Regions from separate parts of the Anas platyrhynchos genome. Here region 2 is linked to region 1. A link is a contact called in public Hi-C data. All regions are on one chromosome and are shown on one strand. Each heading gives the region's core, a stretch centred on a gene start, on an enhancer-like site or on the middle of the called end of the contact. The rest is flanking DNA. Distances are from core to core; before and after follow the strand shown. Region 1 holds the start of WTIP (WT1 interacting protein). Region 2 overlaps LOC101790147 (a long non-coding RNA gene).

What was found. A called contact is a pair of places that touch in the nucleus more often than the background predicts.
Region 2: a contact with region 1 is called in a Hi-C map of small yellow follicle, with 3 times the contacts expected there. The contact joins the enhancer-like site here to the promoter of WTIP in region 1. A contact is called at or near these places in 6 of 8 Hi-C or Micro-C datasets (F1 follicle, liver, skeletal muscle and 2 more).

Annotation. Positions count from the first base shown.
Region 1 is chr12:9,855,741-9,860,956 of IASCAAS_PekinDuck_T2T, reverse strand. WTIP (WT1 interacting protein) reads right to left here and starts at 2,922. Exons shown (of 8, transcript XM_038185530.2): 1 at 1,282-2,922. The coding sequence starts at 2,767.
Region 2 is chr12:9,952,054-9,957,269 of IASCAAS_PekinDuck_T2T, reverse strand. The region is part of intron 1 of LOC101790147 (a long non-coding RNA gene); the gene reads left to right. Among named protein-coding and RNA genes, the nearest start is that of GPI, 76 kb to the left of the region's middle. Within about 2 kb of position 2,684, at least 3 of the 8 cell types and tissues checked have an H3K27ac peak or open chromatin away from gene starts, as enhancers often do. A contact at or near this core is called in F1 follicle and small yellow follicle, where this site is marked.

The sequences.
Region 1 (5,216 bases), core at 1,673-4,172:
AGTAAGCTGGCACTGTATTCAGCCTCCTTTGTCCAGGCACAAGAGCTTGTAAAAACAATACCACCGCAGTTCACAGAAAGGCTTTCCTAGTAGGAGAGGGCACCGCTTGCTTAGCTACCTCAAGCGATCTGTCCAGGTCTGTCTCACTACAAGCACACAAAGCCCTGCAACTCCTCCCTCCCGCACAGAGCACACTCATGCTACACCAAAAGCAGACTGAAACTTTAGTGTTTAAATCATGGACTGAGGTAACACGTGTCCATCTCGCACAACGTTTGTGTCACCCAGGGATCGCACTATCAGCACCCAGCTGGCACACAAAGGCTTAATTACCCGGCCCCTCAGAGGCAGGGGACTCAGCAGCTCCCACACCCCGGGCCACTGCTGGGTGCTGACTGACCCCGAGCCCCTCTCATGACCCCAAGCCCCCCATCTCCCCGGGCCTTGTTCTCCCTCCTCTGACAGGAGCTCCCCCCCCACAGAGCCCTCAGCCCCAGTTCTCCCAGTGCAAAATAAAAGACACAGGAACTATGACATGACTACAAAGCACGTTCACATGTCTCAAGAAGTTGCTTTTGTTCTATAAAGAAGCACTGAAGACACTTAGATTACTACCACAAAGCTGACACAACCTCACCAAGGACAGAGGTCTCCTCTCCCCCCACATGCCATGGATGACACCAGCCCCTACCAGACTCGTGCGCAGCACAGACCTGCAAGGCCTCACGGGGTGGAAACAATGCTGGGGATCCCACAAGCACTCCAGACTAGGATAAGGTAAGTGAATGTGGTGCTAAAACTGCTTCACCAGCCAGGCTCATCCTCTTTAACAATTTAAACACTGCAGATGGCCTGAAAGTATGATCACGAATATCACAGCCTCAGGGAGGCTGAACTTTATCGGTGAAAGCAAATGAGCATATCAGCACAAACCCCAACAGCTGCTATAACATTTCAGACAAGTCTCCTATCTGCGCTTGGAAGGGGAAGAGTCACAAAGCCTAGCAAACTGTGCAAGAAATAGAAGATAAAATGCCAGGGATGAGGCAAGGGGCAAACGCTTCTGACACCAGTTAGAAAGACAGTATCTGTGGTAAAACAGCTTTGTCTTGCAATGACCAGAGACTTCAGTGGGTAACTGGCCCAGAGCAGTTCTGGGTATCACACACCTTCCCCAGAGCTAAATCCACCCAGCTCCAGGCAGGCCCCAGACACCATCACCATCTAGCCACTCGCCCCCTCCAGGCCCCGCACCCCCTACCTCCCCGAGCGGTCACTCACCGAAGTACTCCTTCTTCATGTGCATCTCCAGCTCCTTCTCCAGCTCCAGCGTCAGCGCCTCCAGCCTCCTCTCCGCCTGGCTGGGGCCGCTGTCCCGGCTCGGCGTCACCTGGTAGGGGAGCTTGAACTTGGGGGCCGAGGCCGAGCCTTTGCCGGGGCTGTAGGCGTAGGGGGCCGCGGCGTCGGGGCCGGCCCCGCCGGCCGGGTGCTGCGGGTCGTGGCGCGGCGGGGACTGGGCGTGGATCTTGTGGTAGCCGTCGGGCAGCTCGGGCACCGCGCAGTCCTCCTGCAGGCCGGGCCCCAGCAGCGAGGAGCGGGGCGAGGGCAGCTGCAGCTCGGGGTAGGCGCTCATGGAGCCGCGGGAGCTCCGCGAGCTCTGGCTGGAGATGCTGGAGCGGGGGCTGACCACGGCAGCGCCCTGCACGCCGCGGCCCTCGGGGGGCCCGCAGAGGCTGGAGCGGGGGCTGGCCACGGCCATGCCGGCGGCGGCCGCCCCGTCCAGCTCGGCGCCGCCCGGCGGGCCGTACCTGGAGTCCGAGTAGCTGGAGCGGGGGCTGGTGGGGCACGAGTACTGGCTGGCGGTGCTGGAGCGGGGGCTGGCGTGGCGCTGGTCGTAGCCCATGCTGATGCCGCTGGTGCGGTTGCTGCTGGGCTTGCTGCCGCCGCCGCCGTCGTAGCTGGTGAGGCTGGCGCGGGGGCTGGAGTGCTTGCTGGTGTCGCTGGCCGTGCTGGCGTAGCTGGAGCGGGGGCTGAGCGCCGCGCCGTCGTACTGCACCAGGCTGCCGCGGGGGCTGCCGTACTTGTCCTGCCCGGGCACCACCAGGCTGGAGCGGGGGCTGGAGAACTTCTCGTAGGGCAGCGGGCACCCCGCGCCGCCCAGGCTGGAGCGGGGGCTGGAGAACTTGCCGTGCTCGGCGCCGGGGCCCGGCGAGGCGGCGGCGGGAGCCAGGCTGGCCCGGGGGCTGGCGGCTCCGTACTTGCCGTCGGGGCCCCCGGCCGCCCTCCCGCCGCCCTTGGCCACGTAGCCGCCGTCGTAGGCGCCGGCGGCGACGTAGCGGTAGCCCTCGGCCGAGTAGCGCTTGCCCTTGTCGGGGAAGCCGCTGTAGCAGGGCAGCGCCACCTCGGAGCGGGTGCACAGCCCCTCCTCGCAGCACGGCGGCCCGGCGGCCGGTGGCGGCGGCTCGGCGCGGCCGTTGGCGGCGCGGAGCGGGGCGGCGGGCGGGTAGGCTTTGCCGCAGGGGGCGGCGGGGAAGGGGAAGGCTTCGGCGGGCGGCGGCGGCGCGGCGGTGCCGTTCATCTTGCGGCCCCGCTGCTCCGCCGGCATGTGGGCGGCCAGCACCCGCTTGGTCTCCTCCAGGTCCGGGGGGAGCGGCGGGTCCCGGCGGCCGCCCCGGCCGTACGGTGCCTCCGGGCAGGGCTCGTAGAGGGACAGGTCCTCCAGGAGCTTGGTGGCCTTCAGTGCCATGTCCTCCTCGTACTTCTCCATGCTCGGCCGGAGCCCGGCGAAACTCTCTGCGAAGGCGCAGTCCGGAGCAGAAAAGATTAAAAAATAAATAAAACAGCAAAAAAAAATAAAAATAAAAACCCGCCCCCAAAAGCAAGCTCCTCGGCGGGGCACAGCCGGCGGGACGCGGCTCCTTCCCCGGCGGGCGGCCCGGGCTGCGAGCAGGCTGCGCGGCGATCACCTCAGCGGCATCCCGGCTCCGTGCGGCTCGGTGCGGCCGGGCTGCCCGGCGGCGGGCGGCGAGCGGAGGCGAGGAGCCCCTGTGTCACTTTCCAGCCTTAAATAAGTTGCTGGGTCCAGTCAATGGCGCGCTGCGCGGAGGAATTTGCGCTCGGCGGCTCCCTGCCCCCGCCGCCCCCGGCCGGCCGCCCCGCGGCGGGGCCGCGGCTCCGGCCCGCACCCCCGGGCGGGGGCGAAGGCGGCGGCCGGTCCGTGAGGGGCTTCGCGGGGCGGCCGGCGGGGCGCGGGGCGCGGCGAGGCAGGGACTCCTTTGTGTGGGGCAGGAATGCGAGGAAGGAGACTGGGCGCTGCGTCCCGCTGGAATGTAGTTAATGCCGGAGCCAAACAATGATTTGCACCGAGTCAGGCGGGGAGAGGGCGGCCGCGGCGGCGGGGCCGGCGGCTTCCCCTCAGCGCGGCCCGCTCCCGAGCGCCGCTGCCCGGGGCTGTCACCGCCACCGGGCTCGGCCGGGGGCTGAGGGGAGTCTCCGGCGCTGAGGGGGGGGTCGCGGTGCCGGGCGGGGGCGGCCGCGGCCCCGTTTCCCGCTCTCGGCCCTGACTGGAACTTTCGGCCGGGGCGCGCCCCCCGCGGGCAGGGGCTGAGGCGCGGCGGCTGCGAGCGGCTCCCACCTGTGCCGCAGCCCCGGCACCTGAGGGCTACTTGCACTCCCTGTGGCTTCGTTTCAAAATAAATAAATAAATAAATAAATAAATAAATAAATAAAAGCAATACCGAGACGCGATGAACGCGCCGTGGCCCAAAGCAATCTGTGAATTGACATGAGCTTGAAAAAAGCGTGCTGCTGTTTGTGCAACTTCGCGAAGGCTTTATCTGTTGATCCTGTAACAAACGCTGCGCTGCTTGGCATTTACGTTTGTATACACACAGCAGCCTGTCAGAAAACACCACCAAACGGGCTGCTGAGCTGAGACCTCCGATGTGAAACGGTAGCCTACAGTTATTTTTTTTATAAGTACAACTCCCTGACAAGCATCAGTGCTGATCTCAGAAACACTGGTGCAGCCCAAGCAATAGGCACCTGAGTGGTGTCGATGCAACGAGAGAAATATGTTGCAAGTTTGTGCTGCAGGTGCTCTGCTCCTGCCAAGAACATTTTATCCTGTTATCATACCTAATTAAACATTAAAAGCAACTGCGTACTCGAAAATGTCCCCAGCTGTGGAGGGCAACTGATTGGCAATCTATTAGTTTGCATGTGCAGGATGGCAGGCAAAAAATAAATAAATAAATAAATAAATAAATAAATAAAAATCTAGCAAACCATCTAAATGTGCAAAACCAGCCCTGAAAAGCAAACCTGCTAGACATGGAAGAGGCTGTTCACTCTTGATGTGAACATATGTGTACAGATGCAACCCATCTTGGGAGTCAACAACTTTTCTGCTACGTTTTCCCATCTCCAGCAGTCTCATTACGCTTTCTGCTGGTGTCACCACGTGCTTCCAGAGGTTACTTCCCAGAAGGTACGTCTTACCTCTGTTTTGCAGGTGCGTGACAGCTGAAAGCACCTCTCGCTGTAGCACATCCCGGCATGTACTGCTGCAGTTCCAAACAACACAGCATGGGCCCTGGGCAATGGCAACAGAAGCCTCCTGGTGAAGGTGCCATGGCGCTGACCTGGATCACAGCAGCATTTCATTTTCCTGCCCCGTTCAAGCCTCGTGCTTTCTGGTGAAGCTGTTGACAAAGACACTGATCACAGAATCACAGAATCACAGAATTGTCTAGGTTGGAAGAGACCTCAAGATCATCGAGTCCAACCTCTGACCTAACACTAATAAGTCCTCCACTAAATGATGCTGTGTCCTCCACTGATAATGCTGTGAGCTGTGCGGTGTGGGCACGTACCCACCAAGAACAAACAGAGGTTCCTTCTGCAGCATGTGCAGAAATCCCAGTTAACTTGGGTGCTGAGCCAGGGACTCCTGAACCAAGTTCACCAAGGGCAGTGGGCATCTCACAGGCTGCCTTCAAGCACGTGGGTGCTGAGCTCTTCCATTTCTGGTTCCTGGGGCCTTTGCTAGGATGATCCATCCTCTGACTAGCTCTGGGTTACTCACAGACAGTTTTTATTAGGTTGTCTTCTTGTGAATCTAGGGAAGGCTCATGGACAATCTGGGAACTTAGGCCATCAGAGCACCTATACAGAAAAGCTAATTTATTGTATCTCTTTTTTTTTTTTTTAATTTT
Region 2 (5,216 bases), core at 1,435-3,934, 97 kb before region 1:
AACAGCAAGAAATGTCACTGTCTGAAGTGCCCTGGTAACTCGAACGCAGCTCTTGCTTGGACAGTGCAAACTTTGCACGTCCTGTGATCTGAACCAAAAACCTTTAAAACCTGTACTAGGAAAGCTGGTAAAAATACCCTAAGATGTGAAAGGAATTAAGTAATTACTGGGAAATGTTTCTCCGTCGTTGCTTTCTCTGGACCAACTGAGTTTCTGTCACCTTTTCTTTCTAATTTCGTAATAGGGCATAACTACTAGAAAATACAGTAGATCCAGGAAAATTGCAGTTTTGAACTTGAGATGATTCTCCATGATCCTAGGGAAGTTTCTGATAAACTCATTCAACTATTTTTTTTTTTTTTTGGAAGATGACTGTATTCTTTTTGCACTGAGCAGGGAATGTGTTTCAAGCACTCTCTATTGCTTTGCTGAAAGCTCTGAGCAAATTTGTTACTTAGGAGTTACTCAGATAGGTTTTGTGGTTAAAGCCACCCCCAGGACAGGGAGAGATCCCATGTAGTGTCCTGGATGTCAGTGAGGAAGTAGCTGCTGCTTTCACCCCTACACAGGAGGGCTCCTAGCCCTGGAAGAGCAGCTTATTTCTCTCATGCCTTGAAGCAGTACCAACACAGTGTACTTAAGAGGTTGTTGTTGTTGTAGTTGTTTCTAATGGGAATTAGATAGAGCCCTTCATTAGAGTTACCTGCTCTGCTGTTGATTTCCAATCCAACAAAGCAGTCTGTGGCCACTCAATTCCTCTCAGAGACATGATTCATTTCCAAGATGAGATGTGTTTTGTGGTGGGAGTCAATGAACTTCTAAGGGACACAGTGGCTTTCTCTGTAGAATTGTCCCAAATAACTCAATGCTGGGCAAGGAATGCACTGATGTATGAACGTCCATTATGTTGCAGTGTAAACGTGCTGTGTCCTCTTCTTTTTGTGACGCGTCAGTATGTCCTCAGGGAAGAGAATACTGTCCTTGAATGAATGCAGTGAACCATAAAGTCCTACCTGTAGGTTTCTAGAAATTAACTTAGGTAGTGGGTATTGCGAGTCTTCACACTGAACACTTAAACATTGAGAGTGGGTTTTTTAATGTTCTAGAAACTATTATTTTTATTTATTTATTTAAGGGATATTTTTGATATTTAATTAAACCACTGTGCAAGTGTAAATATATGAAGGATTTATTTCTTTGGGGGGAAAAAAAAGAAAAAAGCATTCACTCCTGTGAACTATTTTAGCACTTTTTTTTTCCCTCTGAAACCCTGGTTTTGTTCTGGAAAGGAGAGCTATTTTTATGTTCAGAAATCTGCAATTTCTCTTTTAACCATAAGAGATGCAAGCAGTGATCTCAGTTGACTTGAGAGTCAGATGAAAGTGTCCAAAACATGTGCAATGAAATGTTCTGCTAGGAAACAGCTTTCAAAATTTCATCTAATGATGGAAAACAATCTGTCTTGCCAAACCTTTCCCTGCATGTTTAACAGGATTTTTAGCTTTAAAAGTCTATTTCTTACTGAAAAGCAAAACAGCTGTACTTTGAATGCAAGGTGTTTTCACGTTTTGCTGTTTGGGAGACTTATATCCAAACTCTTCTGCAGTAAATGTAACCACTTGTTATGTTTCTCTGTTTACCAGATGTAGTATTATTTTTTTTTTCTGCTGTTTGAATTTTGGTGATTTCAGTGTTTCAGCGGAGGCGTATCAGTACCTGAAAATGGTCATGTAAACGTGAAAGTTGGATAAAAGACTTAAAGTTTCACCTGGTTTTTATGCAAGGTAGTAATTTGCTCATAAGAAGGTACACTTTAGGAAAATATGGAGAGAATGTGTTATTATTATTATTTTTAACACAGTGTACTTATTTGCATGGATAAAAAAGTATCAATAGTGTTGAAGGCACAGTGAGTCTGTGTCTGGTAGTGTCCCTTTGTGCAGAAAATATACCTGCTGCACTGGTTCAGAGGTTACCATTAGTTCATGATAAGTTGCACGGTAAAAGGCTCTTCCCAGCATTAAAACAAAGATTTTTTGCACAAACTCTGCTTGTGCATTTTGTGGATTTGCTTTGTGCATTGTGGATTTTATCTAGTGATTCCCCATGTTCAGCAACTCATGAATTTGCTAGTCTCGTAAGTGTCATAAATATTCTGCTCTTTGCTTTTGTTTTCAAGACAATAACTTCTCACACAGGACAACCACAGGGAATAAGGAGAGCAGATAAATGCTAAGATTAGAGATTGTCAGGCATTTCTTGGCTGAACAAAATCTAATTGAAATGTATTACTGTGCCAGAACATGCCTGGGACAAGTGAGATAGGGGAAGAAGCACTAGTAGTAAAAAGATTGCTTGCACTTGGGATATGAGAAACCAAGTACATGCAATGTCTGAGTCAAAGCAGAGATTTTTCACTCCAGGTCACTGAAGTTTGGCAAGATTTGAACATGGGGATCTCACCTCTCAGTGAAGTCCCCAGCATCTACTGTTTTGTGCATTTTGATGGCCATTCCTGTTTGTGGAGAGGATTTGTGCCAGAATATCTGTACTCTGTAGGACTTGTGTTCCATGTGCTGTGGCATCAGAGAAAAAGAAAACAAACAAACAAACAACGAGATAAAGACCTTTGTAGTTGCCACAGAAGAGGCTTTCTGTCCTTGATTTATTCTGGTCAGGGTTGAGTTGAACTGATCAGTAGATCTAGAGATGGCTTTGAGAGTTTTGAGAGTGATCTCAGTAGGAGTAAATGCTGCTCACCTGCTCTTCGGGAACTACTGGCTGGAGTAGTCTTGGTAGTTCTTCTGCCTGTGTGCAAGCGTACTTCTTTCCTGCAAGCCATGTAATCCTTCCAGTAACTGCCACTGGAAACTTCAAGGAAGAAATGTTTTTCCTCCTTGCTGGGAAATGAGTGAGATAGGAATTATTGTGCTAACGGTTTTCCAATAGACTGAACCTGAAGCTATGGAAGGGACAAGAATTAATGCAAGACAGACGATAAGGAAAATAGATGTTAAATAATAGCAACAAATTTTGTACAGAAGATAAATTTGTGGTTTGTCTCAACTGTGCCTTGAAAGACTTTGTCAGCTGTCCTTAACTGAGGAAAACAGTGGTGTGGAATGATAACAAAAATGTACCAACAACTAACTGTAGCTAAAAACTGTCCCAGATAAGCAGCCCAGAAGTGTTCACCCCAGGCACTCCCTTACTATTTGCTTATTTTTTGGTTCACTGAGATGAATCACTTCTAGTAGCCTGAAGTTGTACCTTACTTGTAAGTTAGAGTAAATGCACTTATTACCCAGCCAGTTTTGAAGCCTTGATTAAGGATGTAAGCGGGGTGACATTATGTTTTGCTGATAGTGAAGGGACAGCTTGCAGGTAATGGTAGTGTCATTTGACTTCCACGAGACGCTGCTCTCTGAATCCTGGTATTTAGGAATGGAGCAGCAGGAGCATGGTGGTGCCTAAAGCCACCCCCATGTGGAAATACGGATCAAGGCTTTGCTGTGTACAGACATTTCCTGTGAGTCTTGCTTCTAACATTTCCTAATAACATTAAAATTGTATTGACATACCGGAAATCCCTCCTCCTTAACTATCTGCTGTGTGATTCTCACATATGCTATTAGAGGGTCTCTGCTAATGGGGAAGGAGATCTTGACTTTGGTTAATCTTCACAGAAACTTTGAGGCTTGCTAAAGTACAGTCCTTATGTCACCTCGACTGACTTTATTCTTTTAAGAGGTATGTTTTCAGGAAGAGATGTCCAGGACAAAATGTCCTCTTGGTTGTCTCACAAGCGTTGCTTTGATACTGTTGTGGAAAGTATAGACCTTGTGTTTGAATTCTGTGAGGAAATATCACACAGACTTTGTGTTGTAGTTCAGTTTGTTCAGAAACCATCTCTTATGTTTACTAACTAGAAGGTCTCTGCTATACAGGGTTGGATTTATAAACGTATTAAATATTACATGTTTACACATTCACAGGTGTGTTTTTTTTTTTCCCCCTCCACAGACATCTGTTTCTAAACGTTTCTCTAGTGTCCATCACCACAGAGTCAAAACAGCACACAGACGTCAACAAATTATTTCTTGTGATACTGGCAGATGGATACCACTATTTCAGCTCAGTGGATAGATTTCTTAGGATTAAGCAAGTTGCTCAAAGAAAGACAGTGAGAGAAGGCAGGAGCAGAAGTGTTGAGTGTTGTGCTTGCACCCTCACTCCAGGCAGAGTTGCACAAATGAGCTATCTGTTCAGCTGTCGGGAACCCGCTCTGCTGTATGGCACTGTCTCCCTTCAAAACTTTAAAATATGTTAGAAGGCTAGACATCCATGGTATCCACAAAAAGACTTGGAAACAAATGTCTCTGTGTGCTTTGAGCCGTACTTATTTTAGAAATCTCAGCTTTGGAAACTTGTTTTGCGTAATTAGAGAAAGGCTCAGGTTTCAAAATGCAGCTCTCAGTCCTTTTGTCCATCTCTTGACTCTCTCCAGCTCTGAGGTTTGGTGTCAGCTTGTATGTAGCCATTATCAAATTGTGGAGAAGTCTTTTTGGTATGTGTGCAAGCCTTGGCAAAATGTCCTGCGACAGTATGAGAGGTCTTCTAAGAGAAAGAGTTTGTATTTCTCTTCATATAACGCTTAGCTTCAGCTTAGCTTCATTCCTATGAATTGCTACTACTTATATGATTTCTATACACTTACTTGTGGAGCTGCAGTGCTTTTTGGGGTGTGTGTTACTATGGGCCATATGCTCTCTTTCCCAGTGTAACCGTGTGATGGTTCATAAACCATTTGCCTATTCAGCTTCTTATAACAAATTCTAGTTCAATGACAAATGATGCTGTACCTGAGAGATTCAGTTCTCTGCTGATGATAGCACCATTACTTTCCTGAATTATCTGGATAGTCTTTAAACAAGTGTGTGGTACTGCCACTGGCCCAAGGCCACAGCTTAGTAGGTTAAGATTCATTCTTGCATCCGTTCTGATCCATAATGTTGCCTGTCCCACCTCACGTGAGCTGGTCAGTCTGGAGGTACCTTGGAAGTTCATGTGCAGAAACTACTTATTGCTCTGAAGCTACAGATAAAGACAGTTTAAAGGACCTTTATAGGCTTTACACTGAGCTCCATGCGCATTAGCAAGGACTTCAGAAGATCTGCACGCAGTTAAGGCGTAAAGGTCCAACAGCACAGCTTTGC